6 separate regions of the Mus musculus genome follow, and all the other regions are linked to region 1. Evidence: chromatin contacts called from public Hi-C, HiChIP or PLAC-seq and promoter capture Hi-C data. All regions are on one chromosome and are shown on one strand. The core of a region is the stretch at or near the end of the contact, and the rest is flanking DNA. Distances in the headings are between cores, read along the strand shown. Region 1 holds the start of Irs1 (insulin receptor substrate 1). Region 2 overlaps Nyap2 (neuronal tyrosine-phophorylated phosphoinositide 3-kinase adaptor 2). Region 3 has its middle 290 kb from the start of Nyap2. Region 4 has its middle 410 kb from the start of Nyap2. Region 5 has its middle 510 kb from the start of Mir6344. Region 6 has its middle 410 kb from the start of Mir6344.

Region 1 (4,940 bases), core at 837-3,336:
CTGAAGGTGAGCATCTAGAAGAAGGCATGGGGATGGAGCGGCTGTGGTTGAGTGGGGGGTGCAGCCTGGAGCTGCCTCGATGCCGATGGGCGTGGGTCCTGTTGGTGCTAGGGCTCACAGGACTGCCATCCACTGATGCTGGACGGGACATGGTGCCTTCGCCATCGCTGGAGGCACGCACCCGGAAGGAACCTGGTTTCCCACCCACCATACTGGCAGGGGAGGTGGCAGTGATGCTCTCAGTTCGAGATCTCCGAGTCAGTCCCACCTGGCTGGGTGGAGGGTTGTTGAGATGGTGCCTGCGCAGGGGAACGCTGATGGGGTTGGAGCAACTGGATGAAGACTGGCTTTTGCTGCGAGGGCGAAACTCATCGCTCATGGCCCTCATTGCCTCTAGAATGGTCTCATGCATGTTCTGGGCCACCACGGAGTCATCCACTTGCATCCAGAACTCGCCAGGCCCTGTCACAGCGGAACGCCCCACCTCGATGAAGAAGAAGTTCTCTGAGTGGCCACAGCGTCTGATATTCATCAGCTGCAGCACCACAGCGGCTGCCTCGGAGTTCAGCTTCACAAAGCTGATGGTCTTGCTGGTCAGGCAGAGGCGGTAGATGCCAATCAGGTTCTTTGTCTGACCCAGGCCCTTGGGTTTCAGGATAACCTGCCAGACCTCCTTGAACGCGGGTCCTGGACCCGTGTCATAGCTCAAGTCCTCCCCTGCCTCTCCAACGCCAGAGCTGCCGCTGCAGCTACCGCCGCAGCCTCCTCCAGCCCCGTCATGGTGGGCCTTTGCCCGATTATGCAGCTGCAGAAGAGCCTGGTACCAGCTGTCTTGCTCAGCCTCGCTATCCGCGGCAATGGCAAAGTGTTCGTCTCGGGTGTAGAGAGCCACCAGGTGCTTGTTCTTGGAGTCAGCCCGCTTGTTGATGTTGAAACAGCTCTCGAGGGGGATCGAGCGTTTGGGGGCGCTCGACTTGTGCCGCCACTTCTTCTCGTTCTCATAATACTCCAGGCGCGCTGGGCCCCCGGCCTCGCTGGCCGCCCGCAGCACGAAAAAGCGCTTATGCATACTCTTGGGCTTGCGCAGGTAGCCCACCTTGCGCACGTCTGAGAAGCCATCGGTATCCGGAGGGCTCGCCATGCTGCTGCGGAGCAGAGGGAGGTGTTGAAAAACTGGGTGAGGGGTGGCTTCTCAGTGCGGCCCCGCACATGCACTCCGGGCTGGAGGAAGCTCGCAGAAATTCTGACTCCAAAATTCACGCTGTTCCTGGAGCTGGGGAGGGGCAGCCGAAGGACGAGGTAACTGCGCCAAGGAAGATAGCCTGATCCGAGTTTAAGGGCGTTTCATGCCCAGAGGGAAGGGCAGTGGGTCTAGGGTGAGTGCAGCCGCAATCTTCCGAGGACTATGTCTCCCCCAGTCCCTGCAGCAGAGAAGGAGCTATGGTGCATCCCTTGCCGCCCCTGGTCGAGTCCGATGTAGGGAGGCAGCGATGGCCCGAGGAGTCCCCGCTTGGCTCTCTAGGCGCGCGCGCCTTCCCTCCCGAGTTCCCCTCTGGAAGTAGCGATTCCCGAGGCAAATTAAATATCCTTGGGCAGGGGGAGGCGGGCTGCCAAGTCCCAACGTTGCACCGGGTTCTCCCTCCTCCTTCTCCTCCTCCTCCTCTGCCTCCTCCCACCCTTCAACCGTCCCCGTCGCCACCAGCCGCCCAAATACCAGCTCAATCGCAGAGACCGCGGCGCTGCGGCTGTTGCTGCTGCTGCTGCTGCTGCTGCCGCCCGAGGACGCGTCCTCTGCAGCCCGCACTCGAGCCCATCTCGGCGGGCGGGGAAAGTGGCTTTTCCACGCGCAACGCTACTGGGCAGCTGGGGGAGCAGGGGACGGTCCAGAGGGACAGGCTCATCCCTGCCCCTAGCTCCAGTCCGCAAGGGAGGAGGGGAGGGGACGAGGGAGGGAGGCGGGGAGCGGGGGAGGTTTGGGAAGAGATCGGGGAAGACGCCCGGTCCTCCCGAGGCGCAGCCGCTGCAGTTACTTCTCTCCTCCTCCCTCCTTCTCCTCCCTCCTCCTCCTCCCTCCTCCTTCCTCCTCCTCGGAGAGTTGCCGAGAGCCCCAACCAAAACAAGCGGCGGCTGCGGCGGCTGGCACCGCGCGCTGGCCCTCTTCAGACCGCGCCGCCGTCTCACTCCAGAGGAGCAAAACACGTGACGGAGCCTCTGCGCTCAGCAGCCTGGCCGCCGCCGGGAGGCTCCAGCCCGGGTCTCTCTCCCTCTCCCTGCTCGCTCTACATTCCGGGCCGAGCCCGCCCCACGCCCGCCCCTCTCCACCCCCTGGCCGTGCCGCAGAGGCGCCCGCGCTGGCCCTTTGCTGCAGCGCTCGGGCAGCGCCCCTGCGTGGCCGGCAGAGCCCGGGGCGCTGTGTCTCCCACGCCCGTGCCACCCAGAGCGCCCCCGGCCCGTAGGAATCCCCGCGGCGGGAGGGCAGGCTTGTTTGGGTGGCTACCGGAAAGCAGGAGGGGAGTCTGGGAAAACGGGAGGGGGGGATCTGGGGAAGACGCAGGAGTGAGGGAGGGGGCAGTGAGAGGGGGGGTGCACTGCGGCTGCAGAGCCCCGAGAGGGTGGGGGCGCTGGGGCGGAGGGGACGCGGGTGACCTGCTAGCTCTCACCCAACAGGTAAAGGCGACCCCCGGGAGGCAGCTGGATGTCGGTGTCTGGGTGAGAGGCCCTGGTAGGGAGATCTACATTTTTGTAAGATTTTCTAAAGGACTTCTGAGCCAGTCTTCCACCTGGAATCTCCGGACGTACCGTGGTGAAGCACCTGGAAGAAACAGAGAGGGACGCCCAAGGGCAATGACTGTTGGCTAGGTTAGGGTCTCTCGGAATCGCGACCTGGGATCTCACACCTGGCACTATTAGCCGCTGATCACTAAGGAAATAAAATGTAAAAGTCACCATTTCTCTTCCTTCATGCAGGTGAAGAGGGATTCACACTTAAGGGTTAGTTAGTGCAAAAGGTGGGGGGCGGGGGCTGGAGGAAACCTGGCACCCCTTATCACATTCGTAAGTCTATTTGTGATTTTTTTTAAAGATGTAAAGGACCTTCAGAGAGTTCCTAAGTGTACACCCTTACTGTGTATATGTTAGCAGATGTTTGTTTCATAGTTTGCACGAGCATTAGACGACCCTATACACTTTTAACCTTGACCACAAGGATAAGTGGGAGACAAGGATAAGTGGCTAGGCTGCACAGGAAAATGGGTACTTCTTGATGAAAACGGGTCAGCAGCCTCTTTGCAAAGCCTATTTCTTAGTCTCACCACAAGCAGACGCTCCCCAAAGTTTTTTTTTTTCTTTTTCTTTTTAAGATGACCTATAAATCAAGCAGGGTGTCCCTGTCTAGCCCAACCGGCATTAAAGACCTACAAATGTGACGTTGCTCCCAGTGCTTAAAGCCATTCTACTCTAGCCATGGGCGGTTCTAGTTTTCCACCTCTTTTCCTAAGCCAGGAACCCTCTCAGCCTCCCGCTCTCCAGCACTGCAGGTTGTTTGCAGTGAGACGCAGCAGTAAAGGTGCTGGGCATGCTCAATCCACTAGACTGCCTGGCTTGGAGTAGGGGAGGAGCGGATGGGTAAAGGGGGCTGCGCGCCTCAGCATAATGCGGCTAGAGAGGCGGGGTGAGGTTCCTGGGGCAGCCTGCTGATTGGTGGAGTTGCCTGTCTTTCCTGTCTTGCACAGATGCGGTAAAGGGGAGAGAGGGAGAGGGTACAGATGTAGGCACTGGCGCCATTCAGATGCTTGCGGTACTTGAATTGGGGTATTCCGCATCTGTAGGTGTCACCTCCTCTCGAAAGCTCAGGAGCCTCTGTTTTCTCTTTTCACCTCCTTTATCATGCAGTTTCTCCTAAACCTGGTTAATGGATTATGCGGTACACATTGAATTGATAGCCTTCATTTTTCCCCTCTGACAGCTTGGTGATGCGGGCACATGTGCCCACTACAGGAAGGCTATAAATAGCAAGTAATTTGGAAAAGGTACGGAGACTGCAATAGCAAGAAGAGGACTCTAAAGATTTGAAATGCATTAGGGGTTGGGAGGATAGCAACTAGAGATATCTGAAGTTAGTGTAGCAGAATAACAGTGTGTGTGTGGGGGGGGGGGGGGAATAAACAGCTAGTCTAGTCTAGCAACTGCTTAATCTAGATTAGTCCACAGGGAGGGGACCTCGCATTATGTAGGAAAGCACTTCAAATCCAGACTTTAACTTTTAAAATTACTTCCTTCCTGACCTCTGTCACCAACCAAGAACAAACAAAAAAGAGAGAGGGGGAAAAAGGAGGTACCTTTATGGAGGAAAGTATTTTCTTGAAGGAGGAGACAACAAAAAAAACAATTTAATTTGGAAGATTTTTATAAGTCATCTTCACAGAACATTAGGGTGTTTATGATATAAAAGTAATGTTATTCTGACTGAAGAAGAAGTAGACCATCTGCTCTGAGGTGCCCAAGGCCCTGGATTGGATCCCCAGTTATGTACACAGACAGACACACAGACACAGACAACCAGATCGTTGTAACAAACTGCTCACCAATCAGTGAAGTTTAACACACACACACACATACCCTCACACACACACAACTCACTCGAGTTTCATTACAAATCTTAAAGGCAGCTAATGTTCAAACTATACTACAGTAAGTTCAGTTCTTTGTACTTTTTTTTTAATTGATGGCTTGAGATAACTCTAGGAATACAAATTCACATTTGATTCACATAAATATACAGAAGAGAAAGGTAGGCTTTTGTGGAACTCAGGTGAAGTCGTGTTGAGCAGATACGTGTATTATCCTGTCACCTTATGCTAAATTAGTCTTGTGTATTGTAATGAAAATTTACACCCAAGAGAAAATTCACAGAACAGGCAAGCAACCAATTACCAAATAAG
Region 2 (4,940 bases), core at 1,429-3,928, 990 kb before region 1:
CTGTCCAGCACTGATCATCCAAGTGCACACTCATCAATATGGTAAATGTCAGGAGGTTTTAAAACCATAACGAAGCAGAATAACTGCATTTTGTAATGAGAAACATTGTGCGTCTTAGTATTTTTGCCCTACTAAACTATGCACAGTCTTTAATTTCTGGGTGAATGAATATCTGCAAGCACTTGTCTCTCTCAGGTGCATCTCAAGTGCCATTTAGGATTTCTTAATTTAAATTACCAAAGGCCTTTGTATGTAAATGTAGCCATCCTAACTACTTCAAGGATCACAGAATAAGTTGACAGGGCATACTTGCCTCTTAGTCACAGTGACAAAATGACCCTTTCTCTACCGTCTCTCAAATATTGAAAAACTGTTAAAGAGTGTGATATCGAAATTAATCTCTTCCAACACAAAATTAGGAAACTCTCTAGAGCACACTGGTGTGGTTACTTAGCTGGCTCCGTTGTGCATTTAAGGTTATCTAATATGGAAGCAGAGGAATGACCAAACCAGAGCAGGCGGCTCTCCGCCCCAGGCTGACCTCTTACTGAACACCGAGCTTCCCCACAGAAGAGATCCCTGTAAGCCATGCCAGAGATTTGGCCAGTAGCATCTGCCATTCATGTTAGTATGCCTTGAGGTCAGCCCAGCATGCATTCATTACAGAAAAGCCCCAAAAGAGGGACATCAAAACAACCACAAAGATCATTACACAAAGTCAGCTCACGTTGGGGAATTATTTCTCGTGAACTAATTTCCAGCTGAAAAATAAATTGTATTTGCAAAGCCTATTTTCCATAAATAACATTTATTTCCATGAAATTTGTTGAAGATTGTATCTAGCTTTGTGAAATATGGAATAAATTAATGTTAGTAATAAGACTACCGGTGACTAAATTAACCTATAGCTATACATTATAACGATGTTGCATTAGTATAACGCAAGTATGAAAATCCCCAATACTTTCTATGTGCTCTCAATACTTCTGTCTTATTGGTTAAAAAACATGCAAGGCTTGAGTTTTCTGTAAGGCATTCTATTGTATTTAATTAAAGTCAGATTTAAATATGTGAAAGATTACTTTTCAATGCCAGCTGGATGTTGAAATGTTGGAATTATTTGATTTCTATGTTCATGCAGGAATTCTGATTACATTTTATAAACATTGGTGTCACAGGATATTTTAGCATATTATTTAGATTTGTATGGTCATTATGCTTTAAGGACCAGATATTTAGAGGCCACTTTTTAAGTTTAACAGTCTCATAACAAGCATCTCAAGAAATCTGCTACTGAGCAGAAACTACAAACTCATACCTGTCCCCAACACACTTATTATCCATCTCCATCGCTACCAGGAATGAGGCAGATTGATGCAATTTACAACTCCGTCTAAGAAGATTCAAACCCATGGGGTGGCACTTAGGTCAAAGGACTCTGAGGGTGTCTGCTAGCTGCTAGTTCTCTGTACCTGGATGTGTCCTTTATACCCTTATCATCAGAAGTCAAAACTAAGGCAATGGAAAAATTATAAAGTAGCTGAAGAATATTCTTTAGTGTGTGAAAGGCACAGATGTTATGGGAGGATCTGAGGTGAAGTTTTCACAGTGACGATCCCATGCTGTTTATTGTTATCTCTGCTTCTTGCCTGTAGGATGTACAAGGACATGGGTGGAGCCTTTCTGTTCTGTTCTATATCAAACAGGTGCTCTTACTCCCCCATGTGGCAAGAGAGAATGCCAGTGTGAGCTGGCTGACACAAGCTGTCCAGCGTGTCTTGCTTATGGGATGCTAGAAGTTATGAACTGAAACGCTTAAATGCGTCACTCTTCTTTTTTCCAGGGAGCCTGTTTTTTTATCTGTAGAGTATGGGAAGTATTATTTGTTTAATAGTATTGTTGAGAATCAGTGTGATTATAAATATATGATTCATATTATATAAAAATAATATACATTTATATTATATAAGTATATTATATAAATTATATATAATTTCAAATTTAAAATATCAATTATATTATTATAACTGATATAATATTATTGTGTACTAAATATAAATGTATTTTTATATATGAAAAGGATTAGGGATAATATTTATTCTTTCTCTTCTTGCCATACATCATTTTACTCTCTCAAATACTCAAATTTTTCGGATTGCTGGAAAATTTTGAGAGGAGACTTCTGGCCACTGATGTAACAAAGAAGTTGGATGCAGATGGGTGACTTAGTTCACCCCAGTATTCCTATGTAATCCTGTGAGAAATTAAACACTCAGAATTTGCTAGGGTAGTGACTTTTTCTTGTCCTGTATTTATCATGTGTGGTTTGGATAAAATGTAAGTGGAAACTGACTACCAGTGTCATTTCAGCTCCCCTGTCATCTACTGTTATTTATTGTCCTATCTAGATTAAATGACAAATGAATGCAATGGAAATTCTACAGCTATCTAGGATGCTATCAACTTTTGTGGTTAGGAGAAAGAAGATGCTATGGTCAGAATGGTCAGCATATGCTTTAAGATGTATCACTGATTCAAATACATTGTTTTCTTTAAACACCAGCATGCACTCTGTGGAATACACCTTTAACAACAGAAACCAATGGGGCTTCAACAAGCCTGCCCCACACTGCTTGGAGAACTTTAACAAATAAAGTGGATACATGGCTCCCCCTAGCAACCGAAATGTATAGTACAACCAGCTCTTCAAAGGCAGGGTTGCTTTTAAAGTCTTACTTGTAAACACACCTCCTGAGTGAGGAAAATGAGCAACTGTATCCAACGCCCCTTGTGTGCTGCACATTTTTATGGATAGATGAAGGTAACTGCATTGGGCTGTATGACTTCTTCCCTTCATTTAATTATCTCTGTTCAACCTGAGTCTTGAGAGAAAACAAAAAACAAAAAACAAAAAAAGCATTGCCCTTCTTTAATTAAATTAAAGTGCAGGGGTGGGGAGCTTAATTCAATAAATGGAAGAATAACTTCTTGATTTTTTTCCTTCTGTTAATGTCATTGAAATGAGTAGCTTAAGAATGTTTCAAAAAAAAAAAAAAAAGAAAGAAAAAGAAGAAGCTCTCTCTAGCTACTGGGTAAGCTTTCCTTCGACTTAGGTGACCAGTAGAATATGAAGAAATGTTTGTACACAACACTTGCTCACAGTTGTTCTGCACTTTATTCCAGTGCCTCTCTACTTTCCTAATGCTGTAACCCTTTAGTACAGTTCCTCATGTTGTGGTGACCCCAAACCATAAAATTATTCTGCTATTACTTCAATAACTATAGTCTCCCTGCTGTGAGAAATTTTAATGTAAATATCTGATACACAGGATACCTGATTTGCGACCCCCCAAAGAAGTTGAGACCCACCATTGAGAACTTTTGCTTTATTTGAATAATATGGTCCCGTGGTGCATGCTTTTCTGAAGAAACACTAAGGGGCGTTAGTCGTTCCCTTCTATTCTGTGTGACACATAAACGTTACCCCTCGGGTTGAACCACCTTGCTAAACAAAACAGATATCTTAAGCAGCACTCGTGATCCTCCTGCAACTGCCACAGCTCTCAGGATTCTGTATTACCATGTTCATATCATATCTACTTTGTGCTCTTAATATCATATCTAGTAAGAAGTCATAATATGTCTATTAGTGAGGAAGCTGAAGCCAGAGTGTCTCTGTAATTCAAATCTGACACTAGTCACATGGTGCTAAGGTGTAAGCCCAGATTGTCTTATTAAAGCCATGCCGTACACAAAGCTGCCTTCTTCATACTTCGGTTCTCAACTGCTCTCCACATTCTCTTTTGCTCATTGGCTTATTAAACATGCAGATTTTCTTGGGTGTTATATTTGTGTTCATCATTCTTAAATGAAATTTGCATAGGGGAGTATGAATTGCAACAGGACTTCAACTAAACAGTGTCCCAACTTTGACTAGTATCCCCAAGGGTGAAATGAGGTTAGCAATGTGACTCTATCTCTGTCATATCACTCTCAACTTCCACTCTTGTGTTCTCTATTGAAAGAACTCATGAGAGACATAAAGAGCAGAAAGTCTCCCCCCCCCCCAGAGGAAAGGTATAGAAGTATATGATGAACAAAGAGACAATACTCTCCACTTATATTTCAGCTAGTGCATTAATACTCTTCTATTATAGTGATAAAATACCATAACCAAAGCAACTTACAGAAGGAGGGCTTCCTCGGGCTTATGGTCCTAGACAGATAAAAGTCCATTATGACAAGGAAGCCTGACAATCAGTAGTCAGTCAGGTGAGGGCGCTAAGTGTTCACATACTAAACTGCAAGCAAGAAGCAGAGACAATCAACTGGCAATGACTGACTCTTGAGTCTGTTTCCACTCCCATGCTGCTGTCAGCAAAGCCACATCTATTAAGACTGCTCAAACAGTGCCACCCACTGGGGACCAAATATTCAAATGCCAGAGACTCAGAACTCTCACAAACCACTACAGCTGGCTTCATATAGCTCTTAAAGTCTCTAGAGCACGCAATTTTTCTTTGGAGTACTTTCCCTGTCTAAAAAGCTGGCAGACCCTTTTAAACTGACTCTTACTAAGGGAAATAATGATGCCCTTCAAATAAAAAGTCCTTGGCTAGAGAGTAATCATGTAAGGTATAGGTAGTTACGTGTTAGTGGACTTTTAGAGGTTCAAAAGTTCACTATGTCATGCCTCCCTCCCAGGCCCAGAGATATGATTTAAATCCCATTCTATTGAACAATAATCAGAGTTCTGTAGGTTTAGTCATTAGTTTTAAAACCTGCTGATTATAAGCATAGCTCCAGTGATCTCCAAGAATGGATGGATTGACTTTGGGATCAGCTTCACTGAGGCAGCTCAACTTTATTTTCTGTGAACAAGGGTTATGGAGAACTTGGGGAGTAGGTTGGGCCTTCCAGGTTGATAGACATCATTGGCT
Region 3 (4,940 bases), core at 1,072-3,571, 920 kb before region 1:
CTGTCAGCATAAGATGTGTTCCAGACTAAAAGTACATCTTCCCACTCCAAAAGATCCAGTCATAGGGTGGGTCTTTCTACATTAAATCATTCAATTAAGGAAACTGTTTCACAGGTGTTTCCATCTACAGTAGATATAAATCAACACCCTCTGTAAAATAGGCTGATATAGACATAGGTATGTACTTAGTTCTCAGAATTAGCTCACTACAACAGAACGAAGACTGCTAAGCTGCATACAACTCAGTGTTTAATCAGAAGAGTGGCACTAACTTGTTTCTTTTGTATCCTTGACAGGTATTTGACAACCTGAGAAAAATGGACTGAAAGAGCAATCCTGAAACTGGAGAAACATGATGCAATAATTTACAACATGGCCAAAAATCGTCCTTTGAGTAAAGGATAAATTTTTAAAATATTCAGGATATTAGCATAGATTTACAGACTATAGCCAATTTACTTATTATTTTCATTAAGTAAATTCTGTATATAACCATGACAACATTTTTTGGGTTTCCTGTGATGTACATTAGAAGGAATATGAGAAAAATATTTTTAGAAAGAGCTTTAGGAAGTGCATAGTGATGGTTGCAGAGCATGCAGATGCAGTGAGCTTTGGGATCACACACAGCTTTGACATTCCAAGAAAAAGAAAGTACTGTTTAAATGTATGTGATCAATCCACAACGATCTTGTAAAACTGTATTTCAAGGTGAATGATGGAATTGGGGGAGAAGTAGAGTTAAACTAGACATCTGACACAAGGATCAAGATTGGAACTTAATCAGAGACAGAGTGGAGGTGGTAAATGAAATTCTTCAGCATTTGTGTTTACTATAGGCACTCTCTATGGGGCATGAGAGTCCTGTTCCTGTGGGGAAGACTTCCTGTGGGCAAGAGTGGGGTCAAGACTTGTCCAAACCCTATAAATCTCATTCCAAGGTTGGCTGGAGTAGGATTGCTTCCTTTTCTCCCTGCCCCAGGACTGTATGCTACAGGTGGGGAAGCAGAGACTGAATGGCAACACCCTGCTCAAAATCTATTTTTTCTTAAAAAGTTTTTGAGACAAGGTTTCTCTGTGTAGCTCTGGCTGTTTTGGAACTCACTCTGTAGACCAGGCTGGCCTCAAACTCAGAAATCTACCTGCCTCTGCCTCTGCCCTGCTGCCACCATTGCCCAGCTTTTTTTTTTTTTTTTAATTTGGAATTATAATGTAACTACAATATAATTTTCTTTGCTCTCTTCCAAACCTCTCAAATGCTCCTCCTCATTATCCTTCAAATTCATGACCTCTTTCTTCATTAATTATTATTGTATCCATATGTATATACACACACTTAGTTTCTTAAATGTAACATATACAGTTCATATAAGGTTATTTGCATGTATATTCTCAGGGATGTTGGTCATTGAACAAACGACTGTTGTGCTCTTCCCTGGGGAGGACCACCTTTGCCACTCCCATCTTTTCTGGGGGTCTGGAGTTCTCTATGTAGGCCAGTTTGGCATGTTTGTTGGTGTTATCCTTGTTTGGAAAGTCATGGTTATATAACTTCGGATATTTTTTTAGGTGGTTCAGGCTAGACTCTATTGCTGGGGCCTCCATTAAAATATGAGTTCTTGCCTCCAGCACAGACAACTATAGATGAACTATACAGGTGTTATTTACCACATAGAATGTAGGTTGGTATAACGTCTAATATAAATCCATTCAAACTTTGCTATGCTATGATATATCTATGAAAGTATCAAAGTTCATCTATCATATATGGAACAAACTTATAAGTATAAATTATGCATATATAGACATATATGTGTACATGTGTGGATGTGTGTGCATGTGTGTGTGTGTTTGTGTGTGTGTATCTTGGTTGATCTGTGAATTCTTTCAAGAAAAGCTTACTTGTGATATTCTCACCAATTTAATTTCGATTCCCTCTTAATTTCTCATAAGGGAAACAACCGTTGGACTTCAAAGTCATGGTACACTTGTAAAATAATCTTAATCTTCTGATGAAAAGATAAAATAACCATTAGATCCAAGTTTGGCTCTGAATGCACCTGGAAAGGTGCATGGATTCCTACATACCTTGGCCTAATTATGTCTTTGTAGCAGATAAACTTTATTATTTTGAACACTGAAAGTTTTTCCAGTCAGGTCCTGCAACATTTCTAAGGAAATTATGTTTAAGATGCAATGAAATCTGACTAGTGCCACTAATCTCAGCCAAGTGTGTGTCATGATCTGGCTTATCAGAGGCATAGTCTACTGTGATCCAACTCCTTTAATGTTTTAGTTGAGTTAGTCATGTATGGCACTGAGTCTGCCAATAATGCCTCAGTGTTTAAATTTATTAGATGAGAAACACCTGGGATATGCTGGGTGTAATATAAATCTGTTGATGCAATTCCAGAAATATCTCTGTAATTATGAAAGGGAAGGGCTTCACATTGCTCAATAAAATCACCTTAAAGGTAAAATTTGAAGAGTGATTAATCATGTTCTGTTCAGGTTCAGACAATGTACCTCATCACAGCATGCCAACCCACTCTGTTCTACTTCTTCCAACTTCAGTGTCTACATCTTGCTCTGAGTATTTGATTGTAGACAAACCAAAAGCAGGTGCCAGTGGTCCAAAGAGAATGACTCTGCTCCATATCAGTTTTCCACCTCAGTCTCTTTCTGTATTGCTGTGCCCCTTGATCCAGAATTAGGTCCAATATCAGGTGTTTTCCTTGCCCGAAGCTGCTGTTCCACAGGAGGAAAGGATGTTTGGATCTTAGAAATAAGAAGAAAAATGGGCAATGATCTAATTGTAGTTTTAGATACTGGCTTTGATGGGAGTGGCCTCAATTAATGAGATCTTTACACAGTTAGAATCAACCGGAGACCCTTTGTTTGGTAGAATATAAAGAAAGACAGCCAGGAATGGTTAGATAAGACATTGAGAAAATATTGTGGTTATATTAATAGCAATAAAAATAGTGCATTATTTGTTTCAACAGAACTTAAATGACATATGAGATGTATATATCTATGTATCTGTGCCTGTCTTTGATCTATGTAGCATTTATATATTGTCTATAATCAACCTAGAAATGAGAATTAGAGCTAAAATGACATATACATGTCATTTTAGCTCTATTTCTCATATATATACATATACACATACATATATATATACATACATATATACACATATATACACATATATACATATATATGAGAAATAGAATATATATATATATATATATATATATATATATATATATATATATATGTATATATGTACCACCACACATGGGAAGAGTCAACCATGTGACAAACCTAGTCCCCTGAGACCCATGACCCTCAAGAGAAGTTCGATTTTCACTAGAGTGCTTATCACTATCTTGGGTTAGCATTTGTTGTTGCAATGGGGACTGAGGATTGGAATCCAGTGGGTAGAGTTCAGGAATGTCTCTAGGCATTCTATGATGGGCAGGTCAGTTTCCACTACAAAGAACACCCCGATGCCAATGTTATTGATGTTGAGATTAAGATATGCCCATGTAGACCTGCTCATTTTCAATCCCAGCAGTCTGCAGTTTAAACTTCTAGCATTTAACACAGATTGTTAGAAAGCATTCCTGGTTCACAGTGTCTTGTCTTAAGTCAGCAACTCTGTTACATCCCATCCCTGATTGTCCCCCATCTCAAGGTTGACACCTGCACATACCTCAGATGGAAAAAGGTCATACTATTGTATACCTAAGACTTCAATAAGAAAAAAAAATGAAGTATATATTTAAGACAAAAATAAATCTTATTAGCACTGATAAATAATTATTAAATAATCCTGTGGTTAGATTGATCACAGGCATATAACCTTTTTAAATGCCGAATGATTTTTTGACCCTAATTCTTTTTCTTTGCATTTTCTAGATGGACTTTTAAAAATGACTCATAGATCAGACAGCAGCAACATCTCATGAGCTGGATGTGATTTAGCCTGGATCCTTTACTCTGATTTTTGTACATTTTTTCCTTTTAAATATTTATTTATTTATTTCATTTATATGAGTACACTGTAGCTGTCCTTAGACACAACAGAGGAGGGCATTGGATCCCATTACAGATGGTTGTGAGCCACCATGTAGTTTCTGGAAATTGAACTCAGGACCTCTGGAAGGGCAGTCAGTGCTCTTAACTGCTGAGCCATCTCTCCAGCCCAACATTTTTTTTCTTAATTATCCTATTTCCCCATCTATATGTAATACTATATTCTTTTGTTCTTCAAAACTTTGAAATGTTGAGGTTGATACTGAAAACTATAAAATCTGGGCTTTTTACTTTTTTAAAAATTGAAGCTATTATAAAAATTGGTCGTTTTTAGGGGTCAGTAAAATAGCAAACAGTTCCTACATGCTCATGTGGTCGTCTTCAAATCCATGTACACACACCCTCATACCTGCCCCTTGACATGCAATGTTCCAACTCAGCAGAAATCCCTGCAAGTGACTCACAGAACAGCATAGAAGGACAGCATGAGTCACTCAAATAGAGGCATAAATTTTAATCAGAGAAACTGATAAGACTTCTGTTTAAAAAAAATTAAAACAGCTTACAGCTGGGCCACCCTCATAGATTCATTTAACAAATGTGAGAAGATATTGCTTGTACTTGCAGGCTAGTTTCTGTACTCAGAAACATCAGCTTCTGTCATGTTGCAGGTTTGGAAAAGGATTGAAAATGTTATTTCACAACAAGGAAGGGGAGAGTGAGTCTCATTTTCTGAAACTCACTATTTATTGGAAATAGGAGAATGATAAAATCAAGCTATTTTAGGACTCTACGGTAAGATTTGTAAGTCTCTCTTTCATAAACACAGAGAGAGAGAGAGAGAGAGAGAGAGAGAGACAGAGAGAGAGAGAGAGAGACAGAGAGAGAGACAGAGACAG
Region 4 (4,940 bases), core at 1,787-4,286, 810 kb before region 1:
GCAGATGACTTGCAGTGATCTCTTACGGGGTCCACCTTGTTCACCCCTTAGCCAACGACTGGCTGAGGACTCTTACTCAGTAACATATCACAGCCATGGAATCCAAAGTGAAGCTAAAAGTCCCCTTGAGGTAACCTACCCCATGAATCCATGTGATTTTCCTAAAAGTTCCCTTGAGAAACCTACCTCATGAATCCATGTGATTTTCCTGGAAAACTGATGTCTGGTTTGCCCATAGACATTTATTCTTAAAATGTTGGCTGGAGCTGTCTCTAAGGCAACATCAGAAGACTGAGTTGAGAGATGCTTGCTCATCCAAAGAGAAAAATATCTCCCGTGGATCAAGTTCGCACTATAGAAGGTAAAGAGATACCCATCATCACAATGAACTGTGATCCAGAACAAAAGCAGGACAGACAGAAAACTAGTTTTGCTAGATATGACATTGTCAGCAAATGATGCAGACGAAGAGAACAAATTCACAAAGGTTTCCTTTGGGAAACATAGTCATCACTTAAGCATCTACTCAATGATATCGTTGCATAATTCTGGACTCTAACCTTCTAATCCCACTTAAGACATTTCTGCAAGTCTCAAAAGTGGGAGGTTGAACGTGATGTTGACAGTGGGATGAGAGACAACACTGGAGCATGTTGATACTAATCCTGACAAACTTGAGTTTATTTACAGGGAGGTACATGGTAGGAGAGAAGCAATACTCTAAAACTGTTCTCTGACCTCTGTGCTCCCTACCCCAGAGTAGCTGCTACCTAATCCTCCAAAATCCTCCAGCAGTTTCCCAGATGTTAGGATTACAGGTGTGTGAACACTGAAGGCTGCTGGGAGGATTTATCTTTTATCAATTTTAATGTTGTCTTCTTTTTTCTCACAGAATTTTGAAAGTTTTACATATCCACATTTGTCTATCGTTTCTGGGTTCTGCATGCTACTTCAAGATTAAGTGTGTGTGTGTATAAAATATATTTACTTCAAAAAGAGAATATGTCAGACACATTAACAATATTCCATGTAAAAATTATGTCTGTTTATTAATTCTTTCACTCCCTTTCAATATTTTCTAAGAAAAGTTTTGTCCTGTCACATGCCAAATATCTGTGGAGTTAATAAATGAATTATAAAAGGTGGACTATGCCACTACTGAGCATACATCTGCATGTTGCTCCAAAGTAGACAAGGTGAAGTTCTTCAGGGAATCTATTCAGTCACATCCATACTGCAGTGTTCATTCTTATCTGGCTTTCTACCTAAGAGAATAATGATCCATTAGCAATACATTGCCATTTCCCATCAGCATCTGGGGTATGCTTTCTTTTCTTTTGATCTGTGAGTAGTAAGCTCCTTCCTTTTCTTTTTTGTCATTTTATCTCGTCTGTGTCTTCTCTAAGACTTCAACTGTATGGGATCTGAGTTCTGTTACAGTAGCTATCTCAGTAGGAATAAACAGGACTCAGATTACCAGAGAGCTACAAGGACATCTACTAGCATAAACACATTTGCTGTGTTTCAGGGACACTTGATCACTAGTTAGATATGGGCATTAGGCTGTCTACCCACTGAAAAGCACAGTGTAAGCACCCACAACCAAACTCTGTCGTGTCCTTGGATGACAGGGCTAGAGTTGATAGCCGTCCTTTAAAAAGGAGCCTCATAACCAAACTAGGGAAAGATTCAACAGAAGTCTTCAGGCATGCATGTCCTAGAATATGCAGCCGCTAAAAGCAAAGATTCGACACTGTATAGTCAATGTGTTCTGAGTAGATAGAGGGACAGCTAAAGAAGAGAATGAAGGTAATAAAGGAATTTATTGTCTGTGGAAAGTTCACCCAAGTTACAGACACTTTGTATTCTTAGAATCTACTTTTGGAAATTCTACACAATCCTATTAGCCACTTCTTCCCAGCAGGCTAGATCCCTGTTGCTTCTATTCTTGTCATTTTATTCACTGTATGTTACTTATCGTTGAGAGATTTCCCCTAACTTCTATTCATTAAGAAATTTCAAAAAGAAAGAAAAAATTTAAAAATGACCATCAGGCATAATATTCTTATTGAAAATTATGATCAGGATCCCATATCTATATGGATATTTATACACAATGTAGGCATGTCTGAATAACATGATTATTTTGTAATGAGAAAATGAATAGTAGGCTACTTTCTATGTTGTTAACAGCAGTACAAGGGACTAGGAGGAAAGAGTAGGTTAGAAGAGTAAAAGGAAGAGAGGTAGTTATTTTATTTTCATGATGCTATAAATATGCGAGCACTGTTGACCACAACTTCATACTTACATACATACAATTATTCTTAATACTTTCAAAAGGACTATGAAAAATAGCATATTTTATATTCATAAGTTGAGAACTTAAGACCCAGATTTCAGAGTTCCATGTGATGGGAGAAGTGGTCTATAAACTCTTTTGTGACAGGACAGGCTGGAACACCAGGCTCAGAGTATAGCTGAGTAGGGACACCCTTCATCCTGAAAGCTGGACTTATGCTAACTCTAAAATTTATGGCATTGGTAAAATCACAAGTGAGAAAACTCAGTGTCTCAACATGAATGCATAAATATACTAGCTGTCCATCACTCAAGGGCAAATTGGTATTCAGAGTGAAGATGAACTTTTAAAATACTGTTTTCTTTAGAACACATGTAATTAAATAGCAACAACAGAGTGTTCCAATAATTTTGGCTTCAAAATTTCTGTAGTATGTTTGTTTCTTTGTTTAATTACTGAGAAAATCATGACACAAGTGATTTATTTGTTTAAAGGCATGCCTTACATGCACAAAGGCTTGTCTTACAGGAGTTCTGAGAAAGCAAAGCAAAGGGAGGGTTTGGGTGGTGGTTTTGTACCTGAAACAAAAAGAAATATTTTAATCGTTTCTAATCAGAAACATATTTTGTTTTGAATTCCAATGTCAAATCCAGTGGTTCACATTAAAGGATCTGCACAGAGGCGGCAAAGATTTCTTTTTTAGTCATTCAAGCTGCCTTTGCTCATGTCACTGTGACCTTACAAAGAACACGGTGTCCGGAAGAACTAAAATGTAGTTCCACATGATCTCATAAAGTACATTAGCTTAGGATTGATTCTATCCCATAGGAAAGATTTGGCATAAAGAAAGAACAAAGAAGATCTGATTGTATTTTTCTTTAATGAAGTGGATTAAGGTCCATAAGAAGGCTTAGGAGTACAACTGCAGCATCAGCCATTCGATTTACAGTATCATCAATTTGTGACCAATACATGGAAGCATGCCAATGATTTTCAATAATGCTCTTAATTTTAGACCTAAAGAAAATACAAAAAATCGGAATGTTGCCAAAGAAATATTATCATTTCCAGGATTAACTTGTTACTAGGTAATACTGGATTCTTTCTAACAAACAGAAATATCATGTTTCATGGAAAGCCTCACATTCTGCAATCAAGAGTTTCTATGAAACACATCATTGTCTTTCTCTTGCACAAAAATAAACATTGGGTTAGAGAAACAGATTGGCCTTGGTTTAGGACATTTGCTGTTAATAAACTAACAAATTACAAGCCTTTTGTCAAGATGTTCATAGGCAAAAACAAAATAGGATATGAGAAGCACCACAAATATATGTGCAGGGATAATACATGTATAGAATATTATAATCAACATTATTTTGATTAATTTATGTATGCTTTATATAAGATGCTCCAGGATTTATGTAGATTTTGTCAACTAGATACAAAGTTATATATAGTTGAGTACAGGAATTCTCACTTCAAGAATTATATCCATCAGGTTACCCAATGGTATGTCTGTGGGACATTTTCTTGATTGCTAATTGAGGTAGGAAAGCCCAGACCACTGGAGGTGGGATTATCCCTAGGCAGGTTTGACTGTTTAATAAAGGAAGCTGTGCAGACCTGAGGAATCAAGACAAAGTTCTTCCTGGTCTCTTCATCAGTTCTGCCTTCAGTTTCCTGCTTTGAATCACTGCCTTGGGAGGAATTTTTGGTGGTGGACTATACCTATGAGGTAAAATAAACCCTTTCATCCATGAGTTGGTGTTGGGCAATGTTTATCAAAGCATTGGTGAAGCAAACTGGGACAATGGCTATGGGTAATAGTGAACGAATGAACAAAATTACATGGATGACCCACATGGCAAACCTACAGAATGAGGCAGAACAGAGACCATCCTATAATTCTGACTTCTACAACTTAAAAACACTGAATTATATCAACTTTCAACTTGTTTTTATAGAAATTGATTAAGGATTTAAATCAATTCACTTTTGGAATACTATATGTCACTTTAAAGTCAGTTTTTATATTCATACAATACTATATGTTGCTTTAGAATCCGTTTTCATACTCATTAAAGAAAAAATGGTTTATTCTATGACAGCAAACATTCTGAACAGTTATAAGAACTTATCAATTAATGTATTTATCTTTGTTCACGTGTGGATGCACATGGATGCATAGGTGCACAATTGCTGAAGATGTGCATGGAAGTCAGTATTGTTCTTTAGGCACCTTTTAGATTTTATTTGAGACAGGGTTTCTCATTGTCCTGAAGCTTCACCTTGTAGTCTAGGAAAACTGACCAGCACGTTCCAGGGATCTATGTGTCTATGCCTACCTTGTAACCCTCAACTCGGCCCAGCTCTTTACATGGGTTCTGAGGGTAGAATTCAATTACGTATGCATACAAGTCAAAAACTTTACTTACTGAGCCATCTCTCCAGACCCATTTCCTTCCCGGTGTATGATGTTAGATAATGCAAAGTAAAGACAGAAAAGGCTTTATTCAAATTGTGGGCAAAGCTTTTGGAGTGCCTGGTGACTAATAAGGAATTTGGACTTAGGGATTTTCTTTTTGAGGTGTGTGTGTGTGTGTGTGTGTGTGTGTGTGTGTGTGTGTATTACGAA
Region 5 (4,940 bases), core at 813-3,312, 670 kb before region 1:
ATTTTACTATTTTGACACTCCGTTATGAAGGAAGGGGGAGGGGCCCGATTCCCGCCAAATAATCTAGGAGTAAAGTTGCAGGTGAACCCGTGATAACTCTGAACAGGAAAGCGGCAGGCTCCAGCAGTGGGCGTGACACAACAATTGAGCGGCAAGCTCCACCCCTGAGCAAGCAAGTTTCAGGCTGGGGGAGGGGAGACTACAATAGGTGATTACAAAGCCTTCATAGTTTTGAAGTACAAATGACATCACCTCGCGGATACCAGGTGCTCTACAGACCTAATAAAGTATTAGGCTATTTTATTCAGTGCTAATCTTTAATCTCTGTGGATTTCAACCTTGAATCACTTTAAAAATTTTATAAATGTTGGAAAACCATCTTATTTCCATTATTTCATATTATTTAACATATCACCATCTTGACTCCTTCATTTTGCCTTCATTGGAGCATAAGGAAGAAAGTAAAATTTATAGATATGGTATGCTATAATTAATGGGTACACAAACTTTAAGGTTTTTTTTTTTAATTTTTTTTAAATCTAGGTAAACTTTTTACCTAGTTTAAATTTGAAAATTTTGGGATGATTTATGAGTTGCAAAAAAAACAAAATCAAAAACAAAACAAAAAAGATAATTACCGTGGATCTTAATGTCATATAAGGAGACTCTCTTATAAACATCACCTGTCAATACGAAAGCTGATGGCCAATGAGCTAAGACAGGAAATAGGAGGTGGGATACTGGCAGGAAGAGAGGATTCTGGGAAATAGTAAGCGATAAAGAGAGGCTTAAAGAGAGCTTAAGGACTGAGAGATGGGAACGGAATGAGATGGGAGCCGAGATAGAAGACAGACATAAACTGCAGAGGGACTCAGAGAGACATTGAGAAGAGAAGAGGAGAAAGGTAGACTGAAGTGGCAGACATAGAATAGTTAAATGGGTTAAATAAGCTACGATCTAGTCAGGGAATGAGAAAAAGCTTATGTCCTAGGCATTAAATAATAACTAATTAGTCTCAGAGTCATCATTCTGGGAGCAGGACTGGGGAGGAAAAACAGATTTTAAAAATTATTTTAATAATATCATTATAATACTGATTAATTCTCAACATACCTTTTTGGAGGAGACATCTATATTTCAACCATAGCACATTGGGCAAAACATTGCTTCAAATTCCGTATATCTGCAATCCTCTGTGGCAAATATATTGGGTATTTTGAGCAAGTATTTGCTGAACTTGGCAGCGTAGTTGGCTGTAAGCGCTAATGTCCTAAGATAATGTTTAAGTTCTTGCATCTGAGTGCAGGCTACAAAAGAGTAGACATCCTTTAGCACTTTGGCTGCATTGTTTATTAGAATTTTTTATGTACATAGAAGGCAGTTTTCCTAGTGCTCACCAATATCATCATCACAGACACTCAGACACCAAGGGAAAACACTTTCACAGCACACACACACACACACACACACACACACACACACACACACACACTCATAGACATAAAGTCAAATTGCCATATCACTGAAAATAAATAGTTTTCAAGAGAATATTCCTTTAATAGATTTGTATAGGAAAAGAATGCCAAGAGTCAAATCAAAACCTTTATACAGGTTACATCTGAAGACTTAGGTGACTGTGTACCAGTAATAGCAAGGACTGCACAAGATCATGGCTTCACAGTGTAGTACTAAGGACAGGGAATTATTAAACATGATGTCTGAGTTTCATCATCTCTGTCACATAGCCTGTGTGCCCTATGTGAAACTTACTTAGCTTTTCTATGAGACAGTCTGTCCAGTTTTAGAAAGGAAAAGTGATAGTGCCTGCATCTAGATATGGAGGCTGGAGGCTGCATGTCTAAAAAGAGAAGCAGTAATAGTATTTAGGGGTGCCTGCTAATGACCTAAAGTCAATATACAAAACACAGGAGAATGGAATGTGGGGATTAGTGCATAGCATTCACTTATTCTATAATCATTAAAGAAGCAACAATGAGAGTAACTGCTGCCGTTCAGATATACACACGGCAAGGGTATGATTCAGCAAGGGTATGATTCAGCAAGGGACATAGTACAGAGAAGCACAGGAGACTTTGACTCACCTTTATGGATGGTTGAGTGTGTGGCATGTGTGCGGACGTGGCCAAGAGAAAGTGCCATCAGCAAGGTAGACAGAAAACATTGTTCCCCCTAAAAGTCCAAAGCATAGCTCCTGGGGAGATCTGGTTTGCAGTTTAGTAACTGGTGGCTAAAAGTCAGCAGTGTCAAATACCTTTGATCCAGTGTGTCTTAATATAAAAATGCATTTGTTCAGAATAACAAGAAAGTTTTCATTGAAAATGAACCCTTTCAACTAACATAAACCAAAGTGATCTATGCAGTACAGTTTTATTCAGCAATCAATAGGATTGGCATGCCACTTCAATACAAAGCTAAAGTACTCAGTTTCAAAACAGTTAACTGGCTCATATATCTTCATGTTATATATGCACATGTGTGTGAGCATACATACATAAACACACACACACACACACACACACACACACACATTAAAAGCCTCACTTTTACCTATAATGTAGCCATAGATATTTGTTATTCTTTCCTAAAATTCTCATTTCTTCTCACTCTCTACCTATGTATCTATGTATGTATGCATCTATATCTTTACTTACATAGATACATACCTACATACATACACAGTGAAAGAGGGAAGAGAGACAGAGATACAGAGATCTCCCTGCTAATGATCTAGAGTATATATACAAAATGCACTTAGATTGAAATATGTTAAGTCGTGCAGAATATTTATTATTCTACAATCACAAAAGTCAACAATGAGATTATAGATATTTATCTGTATAGATATATAGATGAGATGTAGATAGATTTATATTACCTATAGAGAGAAATAAAGATAGAGACAGAGATAATGGCAATACCTCCTTTCTAACTCCAGAATGTGTGATTTCCAATGAGTTCTCCATGGGAAGGTGTACTATTTTATTCATGACAGAAGATGTTTTTATTTTGACAAGTTCAGTTGTTCCACATAATTCACCCTTGGCTAATTATTCCATCTTTCAATGAATGGAAATTTGATGTTGAAAAGAGAGTTATGAGCTTCTCACATATAATTTTAAAATAATTTGAACCAGCTCAGAAATCAACTTGAATTATCCCTATAGTGTCTTCACATCTACCCTTACATATGTCAGTTTTCAAACACCAGCAATCTTTGCTTCAATGAACATAAATGTGTATATTTACTAGAATTCTGAAAAACATCAAGTTAAGCATTGTGATAACAAGCATTGTATCACATTATATGTTTTAAGGTGAATTATTAGCAACATAAGTGGGGCAATGCAGAGATGAAGGATTTCTATTATTTTCTCTTTTCTTTCCTTTTTTTTTTTTTTTTTTTTTTTTTTTTTTTTTACTTTTTTACTGAATATGTTTTTGCCAAGTTCTTTAGAGGAACTTTAATCCAGCAACATGGCTGCTCTGGCAAGGGATCACATCCAAACATATGATCAGCTAGAATGCAGTCATGCCCTGGATTACAATACAGACATAGTATTCTGTATTCCTGTAGTACATGCCTTTAATCCCTAACAGTGAAGGCAAAGTTAGTTTGTAAAATGAAGCAGCCATGTTTGAAAGTAATGTCTGATTGAGGGGCAGATAAAGGGACAAATCAAAGAAAGATCTGACAGAATGACTCATAGGTGGGATATGCCCAATTGTCAGGAGACCAGCACAGGAAGGAGAGGCAACTTGAAAGAGCAGTGCAGAGTGAATCAGTTTGATGCAGTGCAGTTGAGCTCAGTTCAGAGCAGTTCAGTTAGGAATTCAGAGGCAGTTTTTCCAAGAAAAACAATTCATTGAGAAGGCAAGAGAAGTCAGTTTGAATCAGTCAGCTTGGAGAGTTGTTTGAGCCAAAACAGCTGAGTTGAACCAGTCAGTCAGAGTTTACAGAGAACTAGAAAAGGTAAGCTTATTCAGCAATAAGCCTCTGAGATGAGAATTACATCCAGTGAATTATGTTTACAACAGATTTAGTTAATTAATAAATTTGTGATTTGTGTGTGTATGCACATTCATGAGACGTGGGGTACACTAAGTCAGAAGACAAATTCCAGTGCTAGTCTCCTTTTCCACACTGTTTGAGGTGGTGTCTTAGTACTATTCTCTTCTGGGTACACTAGGCTAGCTGGCCCATGTGTCTAGGGAATTTTCCTATGTTTATCTCTTATCTCATTATAAGTGCACACAGACTATCTAAGTATACTAGTGTGCCCAGCTGTACAGGGCTCAGGGGACTGAACTCAGTTCCTCATGCTTTCAAGACAAGCTTTTCCTCAGCTCTCTGGTTATTCATTTTTTACCACTGGAAATATAAACCAGGGGAGGGAGCATATGGGAGCTTGATAATGTATTTCCCTCCTTCACTGACGAGGCAAGTGAGTGTAGAACTGTGAAATTCCAGCAGAGAAAAACATGCCATTTGCAGAGAAAGTGCTGATGTACACACTAGAGTTGACAAAAATATGATTGCTGGAGCTTTAGAATAATTTACAACCAACAAATGAGGAAGATAATTATATCATCATCTACATAGTTCACAAGTCATTTCTATCGGTCCAAATGAAGTGTAAATGTTTTTAAATACAACTCAACTAGCAAGCACAACAATCTAAGTGATCAGCTGTAGAAATATAGAAATGATAACTGAACAAAAATTAATATACTTATACTTGTATTTCCACCATATTATGGTTATGATTTTTCAATAAACTCACAAATTCACTCATTTAGTCCCATTATTAGTTTTAGATTGGTTTTATGTCTGGCTTGAGAGAATATATATCCCTGAATGGATTTGTATCTCAGACATATTTAATGAGAATCTGAACATAACTACACTCAGAAAATATATA
Region 6 (4,940 bases), core at 1,590-4,089, 570 kb before region 1:
CCCAGCCTGAAGCTGCTTGGGAATCCAGTATGACCTTTAACCTCCTCCAAAAACCCTACAGAATCTAATGCAAAATTCATAGCCAGACTGTGTTGCTAGAGGGTTGCCTACTGGTCCATTTTTCATTCATTTCTGCTTACTCTAGGGTCGACATGCTCTTATTAAGTCTTTCTCTGGGTCATCTCACACTGCTGAGCAGGTAAAGCAGAAATCCCGTTAGGATACCTATACTTCCAATGGGAAAGGGTGGGGTTTACTTTCGTACCAGTATCGCCTTACTGGGCAAAAGGAGTAGTGTTCTTGACAGGCTCCTTCCTGCTGTTTCCAAAATTGTTTGTGGTGCCCATGAGTGCCTCTCCAGGCAGGTGAAACAGGTAGACCTGCCCATGTGAACTGATGCTATTTGCAGTAGCTTGGCACCAAGCATTGCTGAGGGGGGAAAGGCAGCCTGAATTGAGCTCTTATAAACAAGCTATGAATGGCCAAGGGAAATGGAGGGATAGGTGGGATCCAGAGGAAAGAGTCAGAAGAGTTGGTCTTTCCTGGACTGCAATGCACTGACTCTCCTCAGAAGATAGTGTCTGGTATTGAACTGACACCATCAGTGACGACAACATGAAAACATATTGCTTGTGATGATGGATGGAAGCCAGAAACCTTCATTTTCCCTTTTCTCTGAGAAGTAGCACTTTACCTAACCAGGAGCTGATGCAACAAACCACAAGAGTATTCCCAATATGATTGCCTGCCACCAATAGGAATCACATATGTAAGGATATCACATTGCAGTTTTAGCAAGTGTAAATTACCACTCACAGCCCTTTACTACTTCACGAATGTTATACTACAGGGTCTACCTCCAGCTCTTGTTATGTAATGACGACACATAGCCATCCTTATAGCACCTTTTATGATGTGGTAAGTATATTTTAAAAAAACCAAAAAACAAAAAACAATTGATCTCCACTGGGATTCACTAACTGATGCAGTTTAAACTTTTACTTTTGGTGTTAGTGATGACTGCCTACTACCAAAGATTTAGTACAATAGTGGCATCAATGACAATAAAAGGTTTAAAATTTGAAGGATGACAAAGATAGATGTATATATATATATATATATAAAATCACCGCCAAGATAGGGGCTCAGCATAGACCTAAGAACCTTCCTGTATCCCATGCTGGAACTAAGAAAATGGGTTTGGGGAGAAAAGTCAAGAATCAGACTTTGGTAGGATTTGACGGTGCACTCTTGTAATCCTAGCAGAGATAGGCGGATAGCCTTGAGTTTGAGACCAATCAGGAAACATAGTGAGTTAAGGGGCAGTCAAGGCTTTCTGGTGAGATCTTATATTGAAAACAAGCGCCAAAATAGCTATGTTTTGTTTCTTTCATAATTACTTCTAAATTAAGGGGAGTCTTCCAAACCCTCAATAAATTATGACCACATAGAGGAGTGATGGGGATCCAATAGGAGTCTCTGTGAAAGTGGGACAGTTTTAAGGATGAAGGAGAATATGGTGGCCTTCATGGTTGTTTCGAATCACAGGGTCCATGAGAACCTCTGAAGCACTGGAGTAGAGACGATTAGGCAGGAGCTTGACATGCCTGCCAAGCTCATCTTAGAACAATAGCAATCAAGAAACGCTTGCATCTGCTCATCACTTCTGCTCTAGTTCCCACATCCTTTCTGATGCTGGTCAGAATCAGAGCTCAGTAAGCTAGAGGACACAAGCAGTGTGGACAATCATACCTCCCTCTCCTGGGTGAAACGTTAAACCCGCTTTGAACTTTGCATACTTAATTCTAATTTCTGAACCAAGATTCTACCTGTCCATTCGAGGGCTTTTGTAGGTTTTCTGATGCAAACAGACATCACCCAGTCTAAGATCCAAGTTAAGTAGGGAAGTAAATTTTCCAAAGAAGAAGGCATGGTGGAACAGAAAATGACAATTATGCTCCATGAATTCTGTATGGTCAACATTAAGTTTATATTGGTTTCTTCTCTTTTCCTAAGTTGCATAAAACATTTACTCCAGCTAATCTGCTTTAGTTATAGGCCCCTAGAGAGGCCCAGCTTTTTCCAGGTTTGCTCTTACCCAGAAAGCCTCTTTGTTTTATTCCAGTGCTCTGTGAACTGCACCTACCTGTCTGCTCTTACCCAAACTGCTTCAGCCATGTTTTATTTAGCTCTGTGGTCCACACTGATTTTCTCCTCCTAACCTCTACTTATTTTCTAGTACTGTTTAATTGATTTTAATCACTACAGTCCATTTTTATATAATATTATATACCTGTATAGCTGTGTTCATCAATAATTTGTGAACTACTATGAAGTTGTATATCTCTGAGTTGGTGATAGTTTTATTATTAAATTGAATTTCAATATAGTTCACTAGATTGTTTAAATATGGACATCATAATCTAAAGCAATTAGTGTTCTTTTTTATTAGGAAACAGAATACAAAAGGTGAAAGGATCTTGTTTTTTCTTTTTGCTTGTCTATCATTACAGACAGAATACTTTCAAGCTCATTTCCTAAAGGAATGAAAGACTATTTAAAAAAAAATACGGTGAGAAAATTTTGCTCTGAGAATATCTGGAAATCTATTTCTTGTCTTTTCAAATATGAAAAAGTAAATAAAAATTCATTCCCAGTTGTCTCAGCAGAGTCAGGTCTTACATCTGGGAATATGACCTGTTTATATGTAAATATTCAAGGGTGTGCTTGAAAGAGATCTGTGTTTTATTTGAAATTCATGAAAGGTTGGAGGCTACACAAAGGTGTCTCAAGGGTCTTGTGTATTTAGAGAGGAATGCCAGGAATGTGGGCTTCACAGCTTGTAAAACAGTAACTTCTTTGATTGGATGTTCAGTTGGGCTCAGTCTGGCCTTTTCTGTTTTTAAATTCAAAGGTAAATTTAACTTAGGGAGGAGATAGTTCTTTTGGGGATTTCAAAGGCAATTTGTTTTCTTTCTCTCTTTTTTTCTTCTCCTTTAAGTCATAAGCTGTAAATCTTTTGGAATTTGAATTCTACACTTGTTTACCTCTGTGGTACTGCTTAGGCCGCTGACTCTGAAATGGCTCCTTCTTTATCCCTGAATGCTGAAGACAGAAAAGGCCTTTCAGGAAATTTCATTTGGAAAACTATTGCCAAGGATCCTATTTAAGGCAGATGATGTTTGTTGTCCCGACACATACCACTGACCCATGTTGTCTGAATGTCATAGTGAAAGTAGCTGTTACCAATAAAATAGTCCCTTGTCATTGGATCAAAAGTTTACCCAAAGTAAGTTCCATTTCCAAGTAACACAAAAAACTTCCATGGCTTTATGGTTCTGTCACGCACTAAAGATCCTCTATTAATATTTAATATACTCCTGACAATCCCACTCCTTTAGTACTTTCTGAACACACATTCTGAGCTTGGATTAATTATCTTATGTGTCATGCTCTTAAACATTGGTGGTCACTAAAAAAATTATTGGTGTTTTCTGTAAAATTATATAACTATTATTATACAGTTAAGAATACCTAAGGTTCCCTATTTTATTAATTAGACCACATTTGGAGCTAAACAAAGTGGAGATAACACATATGTAGGGATATTTGTGAGGGACTTTTGCTTAATTTTAAGTAGGAAAATTCATTTCTAATCTGGATCTTTGAGGTAGAAAGACACTCCATTAATCCAGATTCAATCTCGGCCATATCTTTTGCTGTAAGCCCGTATGAAGACATGGAAAAAAAAAGATGCTTTTGATCTTTGCATGCTTGTCCTCGCCTTGCTAATAAGGCCATTCTATCACTGGCATTAGAGCCTACTTCTTTGGGATTCCAGCATATACTGAAGACCAGCTGAGACATCCAGCCTTATTGACTAAGCAACTACTGAATTGTTGGACTTTCTCTTCATAGCTAGCCATTTTGGGGTTAGCTGGACCACATCCTGTAAGTCATCTGTAAGTAAGGTACATTGGACAAAACAAAAAACAATAACAAAAAGCCAAGAGCAATTTAAGATTTAGTGCAATCTACTTCAGAATCCCAAGGTCAAGTTTTACAGAAAACAAACAAACAAACAAACAAACAAAACCAAAAACAAAACAAATTCATTTGGAAGTCATAAAGACCAGGATAGACAAAGCAATTTTGAAATTAATGCTCAGATGTATCAACATACTTGATTGTAAGTTATACTGAAGAGATGTAGCAACAAAAGCAGTATGGCACTGGCTCAAAAACAGATGCATAAATCAATGAAACAGAATAGAGAACACAGATGTACCCACTCATCTACAACCAATGGAATTTTTACAAAGTATAGAAAGTATACACTAGAATGAAGATAATCCTGTCAGTAAATAGTTCTGGGAAAATAGATACCCACACAGAGAAGGATGAAACAAGGTTATATCTCTCATCTGGCAAAACCAAGGACACACACACACACACACACACACACACACACACACACAGAGAGAGAGAGAGAGAGAGAGAGAGAGAGACAGAGAGAGACAGAGAGAGACAGAGAGAGACAGAGAGACAGAGAGACAGAGAGACAGAAAACTTCCAAAGGGATCTAAGATCATAATGTAAGCTCCAAACTCTGCAACAATTAGAGGAAAAAGTAAGAAAAACATGGTAACATCTAGACACAAACTCCTGATCAATTAGCAGAAAACCTGAGAAAAATATCATCTAGACACAGGAAACACTTTTAATATAGGACTCCAATGCATCCAGAAATAATTAATAAGCTAGAAATAATAATTAATAAAGTCAAATATAACCTGTGAAATTACAAATCTATGCATAGAAAAAGAGAGAGAGAGAGAGACCATATTTAATCAAGTGAGAAGAAAAATCTTTGCTAGCTATATTTTTGACAGATGGCTAATTTTCAGAATATAGATATAATGAAAAAAAAAAATACTAAC

The links. Promoter capture Hi-C pulls out the DNA fragments that hold promoters and counts their contacts. A called contact is a pair of places that touch in the nucleus more often than the background predicts. HiChIP or PLAC-seq counts read pairs in DNA pulled down with a chosen protein or histone mark.
Region 2: a contact with region 1 is called in a promoter capture Hi-C map of second pharyngeal arch cranial neural crest. The contact joins the enhancer-like site here to the promoter of Irs1 in region 1. A contact is called at or near these places in 24 of 39 promoter capture datasets (the 3T3-L1 cell line, 3T3-L1-derived adipocytes, the C10 cell line and 15 more), 8 of 15 datasets of contacts at CTCF or cohesin (the G1E-ER4 cell line, the NIH/3T3 cell line, embryonic stem cells and 5 more), 229 of 484 Hi-C or Micro-C datasets (the 3T3-L1 cell line, 3T3-L1-derived adipocytes, the 4T1 cell line and 128 more), 46 of 115 datasets of contacts at active chromatin or transcription factors (the 230-238 cell line, the NIH/3T3 cell line, PVALB interneurons and 34 more) and 5 of 9 other capture datasets (adipose tissue, embryonic stem cells, embryonic tail and 2 more).
Region 3: a Hi-C map of epidermal suprabasal cells shows a contact between it and region 1, with 5 times the contacts expected there. The contact joins the enhancer-like site here to the promoter of Irs1 in region 1. A contact is called at or near these places in 8 of 39 promoter capture datasets (the C10 cell line, the SN4741 cell line, cranial neural crest and 5 more), 1 of 484 Hi-C or Micro-C datasets (epidermal suprabasal cells) and 16 of 115 datasets of contacts at active chromatin or transcription factors (SST interneurons, astrocytes, bone marrow-derived macrophages and 12 more).
Region 4: a contact with region 1 is called in a Hi-C map of uterus, with 6 times the contacts expected there. The contact joins the enhancer-like site here to the promoter of Irs1 in region 1. A contact is called at or near these places in 14 of 39 promoter capture datasets (the 3T3-L1 cell line, 3T3-L1-derived adipocytes, the C10 cell line and 8 more), 2 of 484 Hi-C or Micro-C datasets (both in uterus) and 12 of 115 datasets of contacts at active chromatin or transcription factors (VIP interneurons, astrocytes, craniofacial prominence and 9 more).
Region 5: a contact with region 1 is called in a FOXA1 HiChIP or PLAC-seq map of pancreatic cancer cells. The contact joins the enhancer-like site here to the promoter of Irs1 in region 1. A contact is called at or near these places in 22 of 39 promoter capture datasets (the 3T3-L1 cell line, 3T3-L1-derived adipocytes, the HPC-7 cell line and 14 more), 1 of 15 datasets of contacts at CTCF or cohesin (large pre-B cells), 2 of 484 Hi-C or Micro-C datasets (the AtT-20 cell line and pancreatic cancer cells), 17 of 115 datasets of contacts at active chromatin or transcription factors (the NIH/3T3 cell line, craniofacial prominence, embryonic basal ganglia and 11 more) and 1 of 9 other capture datasets (embryonic stem cells).
Region 6: an H3K4me3 HiChIP or PLAC-seq map of embryonic limb bud shows a contact between it and region 1, with 7 times the contacts expected there. The contact joins the enhancer-like site here to the promoter of Irs1 in region 1. A contact is called at or near these places in 3 of 39 promoter capture datasets (cranial neural crest, second pharyngeal arch cranial neural crest and stem cell-derived epiblast-like cells), 1 of 15 datasets of contacts at CTCF or cohesin (pro-B cells), 4 of 484 Hi-C or Micro-C datasets (cardiomyocytes and embryonic stem cells), 21 of 115 datasets of contacts at active chromatin or transcription factors (cardiomyocytes, craniofacial prominence, embryonic basal ganglia and 12 more) and 2 of 9 other capture datasets (embryonic stem cells and pancreatic islet).

The regions. Positions count from the first base shown.
Region 1 is chr1:82,289,353-82,294,292 of GRCm38.p6, forward strand. It overlaps Irs1 (insulin receptor substrate 1), which reads right to left and starts at 2,087. Exons shown (of 2, transcript NM_010570.4): 1 at 1-2,087. The coding sequence starts at 1,141.
Region 2 is chr1:81,299,218-81,304,157 of GRCm38.p6, forward strand. The region is part of intron 6 of Nyap2 (neuronal tyrosine-phophorylated phosphoinositide 3-kinase adaptor 2); the gene reads left to right. Among named protein-coding and RNA genes, the nearest start is that of Nyap2, 220 kb to the left of the region's middle. Within about 2 kb of position 2,679, at least 19 of the 459 cell types and tissues checked have an H3K27ac peak or open chromatin away from gene starts, as enhancers often do. A contact at or near this core is called in the N1E-115 cell line, embryonic tail, second pharyngeal arch cranial neural crest and 1 more, where this site is marked.
Region 3 is chr1:81,364,775-81,369,714 of GRCm38.p6, forward strand. It overlaps a transcript of Nyap2 not described here. Among named protein-coding and RNA genes, the nearest start is that of Nyap2, 290 kb to the left of the region's middle. Within about 2 kb of position 2,322, at least 3 of the 459 cell types and tissues checked have an H3K27ac peak or open chromatin away from gene starts, as enhancers often do. A contact at or near this core is called in epidermal suprabasal cells, where this site is marked.
Region 4 is chr1:81,480,020-81,484,959 of GRCm38.p6, forward strand. No RefSeq gene overlaps it. Among named protein-coding and RNA genes, the nearest start is that of Nyap2, 410 kb to the left of the region's middle. Within about 2 kb of position 3,037, at least 1 of the 459 cell types and tissues checked has an H3K27ac peak or open chromatin away from gene starts, as enhancers often do. A contact at or near this core is called in uterus, where this site is marked.
Region 5 is chr1:81,622,254-81,627,193 of GRCm38.p6, forward strand. No RefSeq gene overlaps it. Among named protein-coding and RNA genes, the nearest start is that of Mir6344, 510 kb to the right of the region's middle. Within about 2 kb of position 2,063, at least 14 of the 459 cell types and tissues checked have an H3K27ac peak or open chromatin away from gene starts, as enhancers often do. A contact at or near this core is called in kidney and pancreatic cancer cells, where this site is marked.
Region 6 is chr1:81,715,617-81,720,556 of GRCm38.p6, forward strand. No RefSeq gene overlaps it. Among named protein-coding and RNA genes, the nearest start is that of Mir6344, 410 kb to the right of the region's middle. Within about 2 kb of position 2,840, at least 28 of the 459 cell types and tissues checked have an H3K27ac peak or open chromatin away from gene starts, as enhancers often do. A contact at or near this core is called in craniofacial prominence, embryonic limb bud, embryonic stem cells and 2 more, where this site is marked.